Regions from separate parts of the Mus musculus genome. Here regions 1, 2 and 3 are each linked to region 4. The links are chromatin contacts, called in public capture Hi-C and promoter capture Hi-C maps. All regions are on one chromosome and are shown on one strand. The core of a region is the stretch at or near the end of the contact, and the rest is flanking DNA. Distances in the headings are between cores, read along the strand shown. Region 1 holds the start of Pfkfb4 (6-phosphofructo-2-kinase/fructose-2,6-biphosphatase 4). Region 2 holds the start of Gnai2 (guanine nucleotide binding protein (G protein), alpha inhibiting 2). Region 3 holds the start of Sema3f (sema domain, immunoglobulin domain (Ig), short basic domain, secreted, (semaphorin) 3F). Region 4 holds the start of Nicn1 (nicolin 1).

Region 1 (2,700 bases), core at 97-2,596, 700 kb after region 4:
GAGCAGAAAGAAGAGGCCTGAGCTTTCTGGAGACTGGTGGGGGTCAAACGCAGAAGAGTGACTTCCGAACACCACCCCTCACTGGCCTCTAAGGGGTCATGTTCACTGGGGGTCGCCCAGCTGGAGAATTCGTTCATATGGTACCACTTTAGCCCTTAAGCCTGAGCTGCCAGCCCTGGCCCTGGGCCCTTGTCCCAGTACATTTTCAAAGGCAGAGAGGGAGGTAATATAATGAATGAGAACGCCCACATGTTTTTAAACAGATTTCTGAGGCTGACACATTTAATCTGTACCACAGTCTTGTAAAATTGATGACGTCTGCATCTCATTTTCCTGATGAAGAGACAGAAGCTCGTTAAAAAAAAAATTCATTATTAAAACACTAATTGGGGCTGGGGTTAGCTTACTTAGCATACACAAAGCCTTAGGTTCTCTAGGTTCGATTCCCTGCATAAACTCTGTGGAAACACTGGAGCTTGGAAGGTGAAAGCAAGATGAGCAGAAGTTCAAGGTTATCCTCAGCTACACATTAAGTTCCAGGACAGCCTGGCAACATGAAACCAGCCCTTCTTCTCCCCCCCAAAAGAAAGAAAAACCAAACAGCAATAAAATTATAATTGGTAAAATATAAATCCTGGGAAGAAAATCAGAATACTGCTTAGTGAGACCCCAAACAGCTTGTTCATATATTTCAGAGATTTAGCCTAAATTCCCCAGCAGCCAGGCCAAAACATGGTCGATTTTGAGATGTATTCTGTGTTTATGTCCCTAAGAGAAGGGAACTTTTTCTGTGTGGTTGAACAAGTTGTTCTTGTGGACCCGGGAAGTTTCAAGGCTAAAAGCAACCGAGGAGGAACGAAGAAGGTCCAGGAGGGCGCAGCGGTGGTTGACTTCCAGGGCAGCAAGTCAGTCATTAGAGCCATTCAGGGACAAGTGCCACGCTGGTCCAGACTATCCGGCTCTGAGGATCACGCAGGCCTGCTCAGCTTCTCCGTACCCTTCTCAGTAGGCGACTGTGAGGTCACATTTCTCAAGGGAGTAAGAGGCCACACAAGCTTTGGGGCAGGGCTGCAGCACCCTGGGCGGGACCATGAGTGGGGCCTATGCATATAAGAACAATCTGGTTGAGTACAGTAAACTTCACATCCGGGGCGGGGTCTGCATAATCCGGGTGTCAAAGGTAGCTAGTATTGAGCATGCGCGTTATCAACTCTGGTTTGACGGATGGGGCGTGCTTAGTCCAAAAGAAGCTATAGTAAAATTGGGCATGCGTAGTCGTAGGCCAGTGCCTCTTTAGTTTGGGTGGAGCCTATTAGTTCTGGGGCGGGCCTGCGAGAAGATTGACAAGAGTTGGAGCCGCTAGAGGGTGGGCGGGGCCGGAGGGGCGGGACCTCGGGTGGCCCGAGGTGGCCCGGTTGCTGGGTGAGTAGCAGCGCAGTCCGATTCATCCCAGCCCAGGGATGGCGTCTCCACGGGAACTGACCCAGAATCCCCTGAAGAAGATCTGGATGCCGTACAGCAATGGCAGGCCCGCTCTGCACGCCAGCCAGCGTGGTGGTAAGACCGGGGTCCTAAAGGAGAGAGAGAAGGTGAACCCTGATGGGTGGGTAGACGGCCTAGACGAGGGTCTCGAGTGAAAAGGCAGGAGACTGGTAGAGAAGCAGGCACCGGTGAGGCTATTGTAACTGGTGGGCGGAGTCGGGGACAGGTGAGAGGCTGAGAACAGGTGAGCGGGAGTGACCGTGGTACCGTGACAGTGGCCCGCAGAAGTGTGGTGAAGCAGGAGTGGGGACAGATGTGAGGGGACATCTCAGTCTGTTGGAGACTGGGTCTGACCCAGTGGATAGGCACCGACCCGAGCTGTTTCCAGTGCCTGTGTATAGAAGAGGACTTCGTTTGTGGCCGTGGCTCTTTACTCTCTCCTGGCCACAGAGTGGGCTAGCGGGAAGTCTGGCTGGAAACTGAGTTGTGTAGCTCCAGACAAGGCAGTTGGCTTCTTTGAGCTGAGAACTTTTGAAAGCCTAGCCATGGGCTAGTTAGTAGTCCTCAGGTACCCCTTGGTTTTAATGCCAAAGTTTTAGAGGAACTTTGGGGGAGTACAGTTGTCAAGATTTGGACAGTGGGAACGGCACACCATATGGACCTATATCTGTGCCCCTGGATGTGGAAGCACCCACTTGAGTTCACTGTTAAATAACTGCACAGGAGAGTCAAACATCAAAGAACTATGCTGGAATTTGTGAATTGCGAAGTGACTTACCTCTTCTGGGATCCTGAGTGTTCTCATCTACTTCCTTGGCTTTTCTGTTTGTTCTTGAACGAGTCTGTAATTTTTTATTGACAGGGAAAAGAAAAAAATTGTTTTATAAGTAACTCAAATATTGTAATGAATTTGCAGCTTGGCAAAGACCTCAGAGAACATCTCGTACAACTGGTGGCGCAGATATGGAAATGGAGATCAGGCTGTTGTGTGATGTGCCAGGGTCTCCGTGCATTCCTAAAGGCTGCTGTGTGTGATAAGGGAGGGGAGGGTCCTCTACGCTTCTGTGGCCAAGGCCAGCCTGAGGCCACGACTTTGACCATTACCATAATGAGAGGGGTTGGGAGTGGGGAAGGCGTGTGTTATATGATCATGACTTGGGTCCTCCTAGAATGGCAGTAGTTCAGAAGCAGACTGTGTTCCTGTGGGTGGTGGCTCTG
Region 2 (2,785 bases), core at 64-2,563, 660 kb before region 4:
AGCCCCGAGTGTGAGAAGCCCAGCAGCCGTCAGCAGATCTCTCCAGGCCGGCACACAGGGGCAGCAATATGTCGGTTGGTTCACTACTTCCACTTCCCCCCCATCCCAGCAGCCACCATCTTCCTTGGCCTTGGAAGTGACAACAACCCTAACTCCTCCATGTTCCCTCCTATTGCCCAGACTCCCCTGGCCCTGGCCCAGACAAGCCTTGGATCCCAGGGAATGGAACTTCCCGCAAATGCTAGAGGCCTGGCCCCTGTTTCCCAGTGTGACTCTCAGAGTCAGACCAACCTCTTGCAAAGGGTCTGCCCAGCTCAGCCTAGGCCCACCCCAGCCCCTGGTGCCCCTCCTCCTATCAACAAGGCCCACCTGGGGCAGGAGGGCGCAGAAGCAAGGGAACGGCAGAGTGTGAGAAAAGCCTTAAAAGAGGGGCAGATGATTTGGGGGTTGATACCTGCAGAGAGAGGGAGGGAGAGAGACAGAGAGAGAGAGAGAGACACACACACACAGAGAGAAAGAGAGATCTGGTGACCTGGAACAGAGGCCCTGCGGGGAATCCTGCTACAGAGAACTTGAGAGTAGTCAGTTTCCCTCTTAAAGAGGTTCTTGAAGGGTCAGAGTGCAAAGAGGGAGAATACAGATCCCAGAGTAAGGAAAAGAGGGAGTGGGTCGAGGCTTGACCAGGGTCCCAAGGAATGCTCGTGCCAAGAGAAATAGAACAGGTGGGGCTTGAAGGTGGGAGCCGGCAGGGTGCTGAGGGTTTAAGAAAAGCCTGAGAAAGTGCGGAAATACACGGCAGGGTCTGAGTTCTCTTGAGACTGGATAACAAGGGGGGGGGGAGATAGTCATACAAGGTTTGGTGTGTGGGATCTGGGATGAGTTGAGGGTCTGAATGAAGTCTGGACTAGGATTATAAATCTAGACCAATCCAGAGTTTCGGATCTTAAAAGGGTGGCTCCTACTGGTTTCAAGCGCAGGTGTAGGGTGCAAGGCCAGGCTGAGCAGTTTCAGGTCCTTGTCTGGGGATTAGCGTAGAGAGTCAAGGGTCCCAGAACGGGGCGCTGCCTCACCTAACAGAAGCAACTTCACCTCCCGCGCCGCCTTCTCGCCGTCCTCCCGCAGGTTCTTGTCGATCATTTTAGAGCGCTCGGCTGCCGCCTTGTCCTCGGCGCTCACGGTGCAGCCCATCCTGCCGTCCGCCGGCCCGGCCTGGCCCCCACACGGCCCACGGCCCGGCTCGGCCCCGCCCGACCCACTCCGCTCCCACCGCCGGCCCTCTGCGGGAAGCTCTCAGGTCCGCAGTTCCGAGCGACTGCGGGAGGCGCCTTCCCGGCCGCCGCGCACCGACGGCGGGGCGGGCCAGGGGTGGGGCCCGGGCGAACCAAGCCCGCGACTGGGCCGGGGCGGGTCTGGAGGAGGGGCCGAAGGAAATTTAGGGATGGTGATTGGTTGGAGGGCGGAGCCAAGGGAGAAGTTAGGCTCAGTCCAGCCTTAGGCGCAAGCTGAGAGCGGGGCCGCAACGAGGGAAGACACCAAGGGTAGAGCTAACACAGGCTTAGGCCTCTGGGCGGGCTGCAGGAGGAGCTAGTCTCCGATTGGATGCTGAGAGCCTGAGGCTCTGTTTCTGGACTGTAGGACTAGTTGATCTAGTAGCCCAAGGGTCAGGACTACCTGCCCTCGCCACAGGCCAAATAGAAACCAGGACTCTGAGCATTTGTGAATTATGAGAGTAAGATGGAGGAGGTGTGTCTTCTTCACTTGCTAAAACTGAGCCTATAAACTTATTTGGAGATCTACTAAACTCTGCGGAGGGTCACATGATCTCTTTCTGGACCTCGATTTTCTTTAAAGCAGCGCCCCCTCCTCTTCTGTGTAGGTTGCACCACATTAAAAACAAAAAGAGTTCACTGCCGCCTTTACACCTTTGAGTGGACTATCTTCTGTCATCTAAACGTCGTCCTTTTGCCTGATAGGTTGGGAACCTTTCTCCTGCAGGCAGCAATCCGGGGCTTCAACCAGAGACCAATGAGACTGGACTCTAGGAGAGATAGACAAGAGAGAGTTGTCATTGGACTTAAGGAAACAAACGTTGCCATGATCCTATAATCTGTTCCTTCCATCCTCTGTCAGCTTCTAGAGGCTTCTTCAGTTCCATGTCTCTTCTGGGTAGTGGCTGTGATCCTGTGGCTGTGCAAAGGTGGAAGTGGAGCTATTTCCAATCTTTGTGATCTGCTTTTTAAGAGGGGCCTATGACCCACCAACTTTGATTGGACGATTGAAGTGTGCAAGGTGTTCTGAGTGGCCCCAGACTAAAGCCAGAGAAGGACACTGCCATTAAGAGTTGGTCACAGGGCTGGAGAGATGACTCAGCGGTTAAGAGTGCCGACTGCTCTTCTGGAGATCCTGAGTTCAAATCCCAGTACCCACATGGTGGCTCACAACCATCCTTAATGAGATCTGACACCTTCTTCTGGTGTGTCTGAAGACAGCTACAGTGTACTTACATGTAATAATAAATAAATGGGGGGCGGGAGGGATGGCTCAGCGGTTAAGAGCATTGACTGCTCTTCCGCAGGTCCCGAGTTCAAATCCCAGCAACCACATGGTGGCTCACAACCATCTATAATGAGATCTGAGACCCTCTTCTGGGGTGTCTGAAGACAGCTACAGTGTACTTACATATAATAATAAATAAATGTTTAAAAAAAAAAGAGTTGGACACAGCCTCCTGTGAGAACAGCACTACCTGGACAAAGCGCGTGTTCCAGCTTCTACCCTCCAACTT
Region 3 (2,847 bases), core at 238-2,737, 580 kb before region 4:
GAAGCAGCCCCGGCTCCATCCCACCCCCGGGCCCAGTTTTCCCCTATCTGTAACTAGGGTAGCGGGTACTGGAGAAAGAGTGAATTCGGGGAAACAGGACTCCTTCTACCTGGCCCAGCTCCACGGTGGACACAGGGAGGCTTCAGTCTGTCCTCTCCCCAGATGTTAATGGTCTGGTGGCAAAATGCACCTATTTCAAGAATGAGGAGTTATAGGTCCGGCTGGGACCCCAGCCTTAGTTCCAAAGGACTCTTCATCTTGACACTTTCCTTACCTCACCTGCTCTAGACAACCCGCCACCCCCCATGGTCCCTTGCCCACTTCACCACTAGGGTCCGTGGTTCAAACTGGGGCTTGACCCCAGGCTCTTCCAACTTAACAACACCTCACTTACACCGAGACCCCTGAACCGGAGAAGGACCGAGAGGCAGCTGGGGGCCAGGAGATCGGCAAATGGCTGAAAGAAAAGCCCATTTGGAAACAGATCCCCTTGTCTTGCGGTTCCGGGCGACCCTCCACGTGGGGGCTTCCAATTTAGACCTTCCCCTGGGGCTGACCTGGTCTTCAGATTAGAGACACTGTGGCAGTGCAAACGCGCCGTTTGGGAAAGAGTGCAGGCGTCAGCAGAGGACTAAAACAGAAGGATCCGAACTCCCACTCAACGAGGGTAAGGGTACCCACCCAAAACCTTGCGGGGGTGGAAAAAGTTAATTCACACACCAGTGATCCCGCAGGCCACATCACCTAGTCACACACACATCTTTACAGCGCCCGGGAACCGGGGAGGTTCAGGACGCCGGGACAGGTATGAAGCACATCCTAGTTCTGTCGCCTGGTACCCGCAGACAGTGTGCCACGGTTCGCCAGACCTCGCGCACTTCTAAGGAGTTGCAGTGCCGCGGATCCTAGTGGGGTCGGGAGGTCGTGTTCTCTCCGTACTCACCTCGTCCACGGCGGCGGGGCCTGGGCGCCCGGGCAGCGGTGGCCGCCGCAGCAGCGGAGAGGTTCGCGTCCGGCCGGTCCGCTTTAGCTGCCCCCCCCCCGGGCCACGGCCCTGTCCGCGCCCTCTTGTCTCTTAGCCTGAGCCGGGATCCGCACCGCGGACTCGGCTTCACTGGGTCCCCTGGCTTCGTGCACGTCAGCAGCCGAGGCCCCGGGCCCTAGCCCGGGCCATGGAAAGGCTCAGGGGCGCTCGGGGCCGCCTCCCCCGGGGCGGGCTGCGGGCGCCCCCTGGCCTGCGCGCCGAGGGCGCATTCCCCGGTGCGGGGCGCGGGCGGTGGCGCGCGCTAGGCTACAGAGCGCTGCGCTGGGCTCGGCCGGGTGGCGCTGCGCTTGCCTGGCTGTCTGACTAGGGCCCGGAGACCGAGCGGGGCTGCGCGGGTCCTCGAAGCGTACCCTGGCTCTACGCTGCGCTCGGGGCTCCCTGGACCGCTGCGGTTTGTTCCCTAGCTGCTCAGGTCTCGAGGCCGCTGGCGGGACGGGACGCTCGGAGCCGCGCGCGGAGCGCAGGCAATTGGCCGCCCGTGGGCGACATTTGCATAGCACGGCCCCGCCCCGCCGGGCCCGCCCGGCCCCACCTCCGGGGCGGGACCCTCCCGGCCACCGCCCCGCCCCCGCTCCACCTGTCCGCGGGCAGGGCTCAGGGTTCCCAGGCGGTGGGCAACCCGCGCCAGGGGAGACTGCTCTGCACCCTGCACCCCCGCCCTGGCATCGCGGGCGGCGCCCCCGCCCCGCCCTGGCTTTGTCTCTCCGTGGATACACGGCGCACATCGCGCCTGGTGTTTACCCGGGCATTCAACTCCCTGGTGAGAAGGGCTGGAGCGCAGGGGAGCAACCAGCTAGCACTCACCTGCGCGCCCCCTTCCGCGTTCCTCCTTCCTACTTGCTGCCAGCCACGGCCCAGCGGCGAAGGACCTGGGATGGCCCAGGCCTCTCAGCAGGTGGCGGTGCAGCCCTTGGGACGGTTGGCACTTCTGGACCTTCCGACAGATGGCTACCTCCAGAGTAGGTCAAGTGGGTGCAGCCCAGCCACTAGCTCTGTCCAGCTAGCCAAATGCTCCAAGTGATCACCTCAAACACCAGTAAGTCTCATTTCAAGCCAGCGGTCCTCACAGACTTTCCCTTTACAGTGCCATATTCCAGAGAACCCAGATGACAGGAGGACGACTCAAGGCATACCCCCCACCCCTCTGCTATGAAAAGGGCACTTGCTTTCAAATCTCAACAATTGAGCAAGAGCCTCCCCTGACCCCAGGAAGGGTCCCTCTGAGCAGCCCATCCCCCAAGGTCATGGCCTCATCAGCCAGAACCACTTCTCAGCCCTTCCCCATACACTCTTGCTGTGGTCCCAGGAGGCTTTGGCCCTCTTTGTCCTCTGCTTCCTCCCTGTCCTCCATCTCCTATTCCCTCCTCTTCTCTCCCTTCTCTTCTGTCTTCCTCCTTTCTTTCTCTCTGCCTTCTGCTCTCTCCCCACTCAGTCCTCCATTTGTCTTCTTCCTCCCCTTCCTACCCCTCTTTCCTCCTGTCTTCCTTTTCCATTTCTCTTTTCTTCTTCCTCCATCCTCTCCTTTTCCTGGCTACAACTCCCAGAAGAGCCACTCTTCCTCTGACCCACTGGCTGGCTGACTGTGTGCATTAGGTGGGTATCAGAGGGCTGCTGGGATACTACTGAGGGTCACCTGACTCACAAGTGGGGTACTTCCTATGCTTCCAAGAGGGCCTGGCTGTTTAAGGTGAGGAAATGTCTACCTGCTGTAGTGAGGGACAGCACCGATCTGATCTTCTCCCTAATGTCATACTTCACTCAAAACATTAACAAAGCCGGGCGGTGGTGGCGCACACCTTTAA
Region 4 (2,768 bases), core at 155-2,654:
GAGAGATCTACCTACCTCGGCCTCCTGAGTGCTGGGATTAAAGTGTGTACCACCACTGCTAGGTTTAATTTTAAGCTATGTGTACGCAATGCACAAGGGGCTGTGTAGGGGTATGTACACATAAGTTCAAATTTCCCTAGAGGCCAGAAGAGAGCATTTAAGTTACAGGCATTCATTGGAGCCTGATGGGAGTTTTGGGAACTAAACTTCATTCTCTGGAAAAGTAGCAGGGGCTTTTAACTGCTAAGCCATCTCTCCTGCTGCATGGACTGAAATTCCTGACCATACACCTCAGATTCTTTAATGTTCCCAAATGCCTCAATATAAAATGTAAAAGGAAAACTTGGTAGGTTGGCATGATAACACATACCTTTAATCCCAGAATTATGGAGGCAGATGGATCTCTCTGAATTTGAGGTTTGCTTCATCTACATCTGTAGTGAGATCTTGTCTCAAAAAATAAACAAATCCCAAACCAAGTATTTGCCTCTTCTCCGGTCAATCAATTTATTGACTGTTTTGCTTTTTTTTTTTTTTTTTTTTTTTTTTTTTTTTAGCTAGGGCCTCACATAGCCCAAGCTAACCTGAAACCTACTACATTCATGAGATTAGCCTTGAACCTCTGATCTTACCGATTCTGCTTCTACCTTCCAAGTGCTGGGTTAACTAAAGTGTCACCAATGCCTGGCATTTTATTTCTTAACTAAATTTTACAATTTTGGTGGGATTACAGGAGTGAATCAATACCTTGTGACCCCACTTTGTTTGTTTGTTTGTTTGTTTTTGAGACAGGACTGGCTTGGAACTCTCTTTGTAAATCAGATTGGTTTTAAACTCTCAGTGATTCACCTGCTTCTGACTCTGCCTCCTCAATGTTGGGATTAAAGGCTTGCACCAATATACCTGATCTGGTTTGTAGTTTTAAAAATACCATAGTTCCGAGGTCAGGAAAAGGTGCCATATCCCTTAAGTTGCCATATACCTCGGGTTGTACCCAGATGGATCTTGTGGATGCTATGGAGAAATAATTCCTTTGTGTAACATCCTTGGCTGTCCTGGAACTCTCTGTAGACCAGACTGGCTTCGAACTCGGAGACCTGCCTGCCTTTGCCTCCCAAGTGCCGGGATTGAAAGCGAGTGACACTAAACGCCTGATTGTTTTATACATCTTAACCTAATAAAGTAGCAGAATTTAAGTGAGGGATAAGACAGCCCAAAGCATTCTGGATCCTTTGGATAAAGAACGGCTCGACGGTTGCCCGGAGCAGCCCGGGAGGGACTTACAGACGCGAGGATGATTGGTTGAAGAAGAACTTCCGTTGACATTTCCGACTCTTGACCCGCCCTGATCATCGGTGATTGGCTGAACTGTTACAAACGTTATGTGGCCTGGGAGTTGTAGTTCTTTTGGTTGATAAGGGACGCCAATAAGAGCTAGTGGTTGGATGGAGACTGTGAGCGGTGATTTTGCTTGGTTGTAATCTCCCAAATCATGTCCCGTGTGTTGGTGCCCTGTCATGTGAAAAGCACTGTAGCCCTGCAAGTGGGCGACATGAGGACCTCTCAAGGTCGGCCTGGCGTGCTGGTCGTCGATGTCACTTTTCCCAACATCGCGCCTTTCGAGGTGAGCAACCCCCCATATAAGCGATCAAGGCTTCTGGGCGGGGAATACCTAGTAACTTGGGCGTTTCCTAGGCATTTACACAGCTTCTACAGTGTCTCTTGCTTTTGCGAATTGGGCCTATTCAGAAGCATTTACAGTCTTTATTAATAAGCTTTATTAAATAGACTAGAGTTTCCCGTCCTATCCTCTTCAGCATCTCTTCCCAGTGCCCAGGATATCACTGGAACTACAATTTGAATCTCAGTACAAGTGAGAGGATATTTGATTTCGGCCGTAGCTGCAATCGTCAAACAATGATGCAAACGTACCATTCCAGTGGCCCCTGCCACAGGTCAGGTGCAACCTAGCCTTCATCTAGGTCCTCCTGGTGACTTGTTTCCAATCCCTAGTTGTTCTTCCATTTCAACTGACAGTGACAGGGCGTTGCATGACCTCAACACAGGACAAAGGCTACCTCTAATGGCATAGCATCCTTCCCTTACCCACCCTCTTGGCTCTATGTGCTTTGTATTACAATATGTCATTCTCTCGCAAGATGTTGCTTCCCAACAATCTGGGGAAACCTAGTTAATTGATCCGACCCTGGAAAATCTGAGTCAGTGTGTTTGAGGTGGATCTTTGACATCTATATTTTTATTTACTTATTTAATATTTTTATTTTAAAAAAGCTTTATTTTAAATCTATGAGTGTTGTTTTTGCATGTCTGCATATATACCTTGTGCATGGCTGGTACTAGTAGAGGCCAGAAAAAGGTTCTGAATCCTCTGGAACTGGAGTTATGAACAGCTGTGAGGTGCCGTGTAGGTGCTGGGAACCAAACCTGGTCCTCTGCAAGAGCACCAAGTACTCTTCATTGCTGAGCCATCTCTCTAGTCCTGATATCTGTGCTTTTGTGTGTTTTGTTTTGTTTTGTTTAAGTTCCATAGGTGATGCTGGTGTGCATCGAGATGGAAACTACTGCTATGGCAGTTGGTACTCTAGGCTCCCCAAACCCCTCCAGTGCAGGATCCTACTATTCTTCTTTTTTGCTGTTGCTTTTTGTTTTTCGAGACAGGGTTTCTCTGTGTAGCCCTGGCTGTCCTGGAACTCACTCTGTAGACCAGGCTGGCCTCAAACTCAGAAATCTGCCTGCCTTTGCCTCCC

The links. Promoter capture Hi-C pulls out the DNA fragments that hold promoters and counts their contacts. Capture Hi-C pulls out chosen DNA fragments and counts their contacts.
Region 1: a promoter capture Hi-C map of neutrophils shows a contact between it and region 4, with 2.7 times the contacts expected there. The contact joins the promoter of Pfkfb4 here to the promoter of Nicn1 in region 4. A contact is called at or near these places in 2 of 39 promoter capture datasets (neutrophils and pre-B cells) and 1 of 484 Hi-C or Micro-C datasets (B cells).
Region 2: a promoter capture Hi-C map of neural stem cells shows a contact between it and region 4. The contact joins the promoter of Gnai2 here to the promoter of Nicn1 in region 4. A contact is called at or near these places in 7 of 39 promoter capture datasets (the C10 cell line, hematopoietic stem and progenitor cells, liver and 3 more), 1 of 484 Hi-C or Micro-C datasets (cardiomyocytes), 6 of 115 datasets of contacts at active chromatin or transcription factors (astrocytes, bone marrow-derived dendritic cells, bone marrow-derived macrophages and 3 more) and 2 of 9 other capture datasets (adipose tissue and liver).
Region 3: a capture Hi-C map of macrophages shows a contact between it and region 4, with 2.4 times the contacts expected there. The contact joins the promoter of Sema3f here to the promoter of Nicn1 in region 4. A contact is called at or near these places in 1 of 39 promoter capture datasets (liver), 2 of 115 datasets of contacts at active chromatin or transcription factors (acute myeloid leukemia and pancreatic cancer cells) and 1 of 9 other capture datasets (macrophages).

The regions. Positions count from the first base shown.
Region 1 is chr9:108,990,556-108,993,255 of GRCm38.p6, forward strand. Pfkfb4 (6-phosphofructo-2-kinase/fructose-2,6-biphosphatase 4) reads left to right here and starts at 1,347. Exons shown (of 14, transcript NM_173019.5): 1 at 1,347-1,557. The coding sequence starts at 1,461.
Region 2 is chr9:107,634,030-107,636,814 of GRCm38.p6, forward strand. Gnai2 (guanine nucleotide binding protein (G protein), alpha inhibiting 2) reads right to left here and starts at 1,314. Exons shown (of 9, transcript NM_008138.5): 1 at 1,071-1,314. The coding sequence starts at 1,188.
Region 3 is chr9:107,708,475-107,711,321 of GRCm38.p6, forward strand. Sema3f (sema domain, immunoglobulin domain (Ig), short basic domain, secreted, (semaphorin) 3F) reads right to left here and starts at 1,488. Exons shown (of 18, transcript NM_001379496.1): 1 at 944-1,488.
Region 4 is chr9:108,289,039-108,291,806 of GRCm38.p6, forward strand. It overlaps Nicn1 (nicolin 1), which reads left to right and starts at 1,405. Exons shown (of 6, transcript NM_025449.4): 1 at 1,405-1,624. The coding sequence starts at 1,493.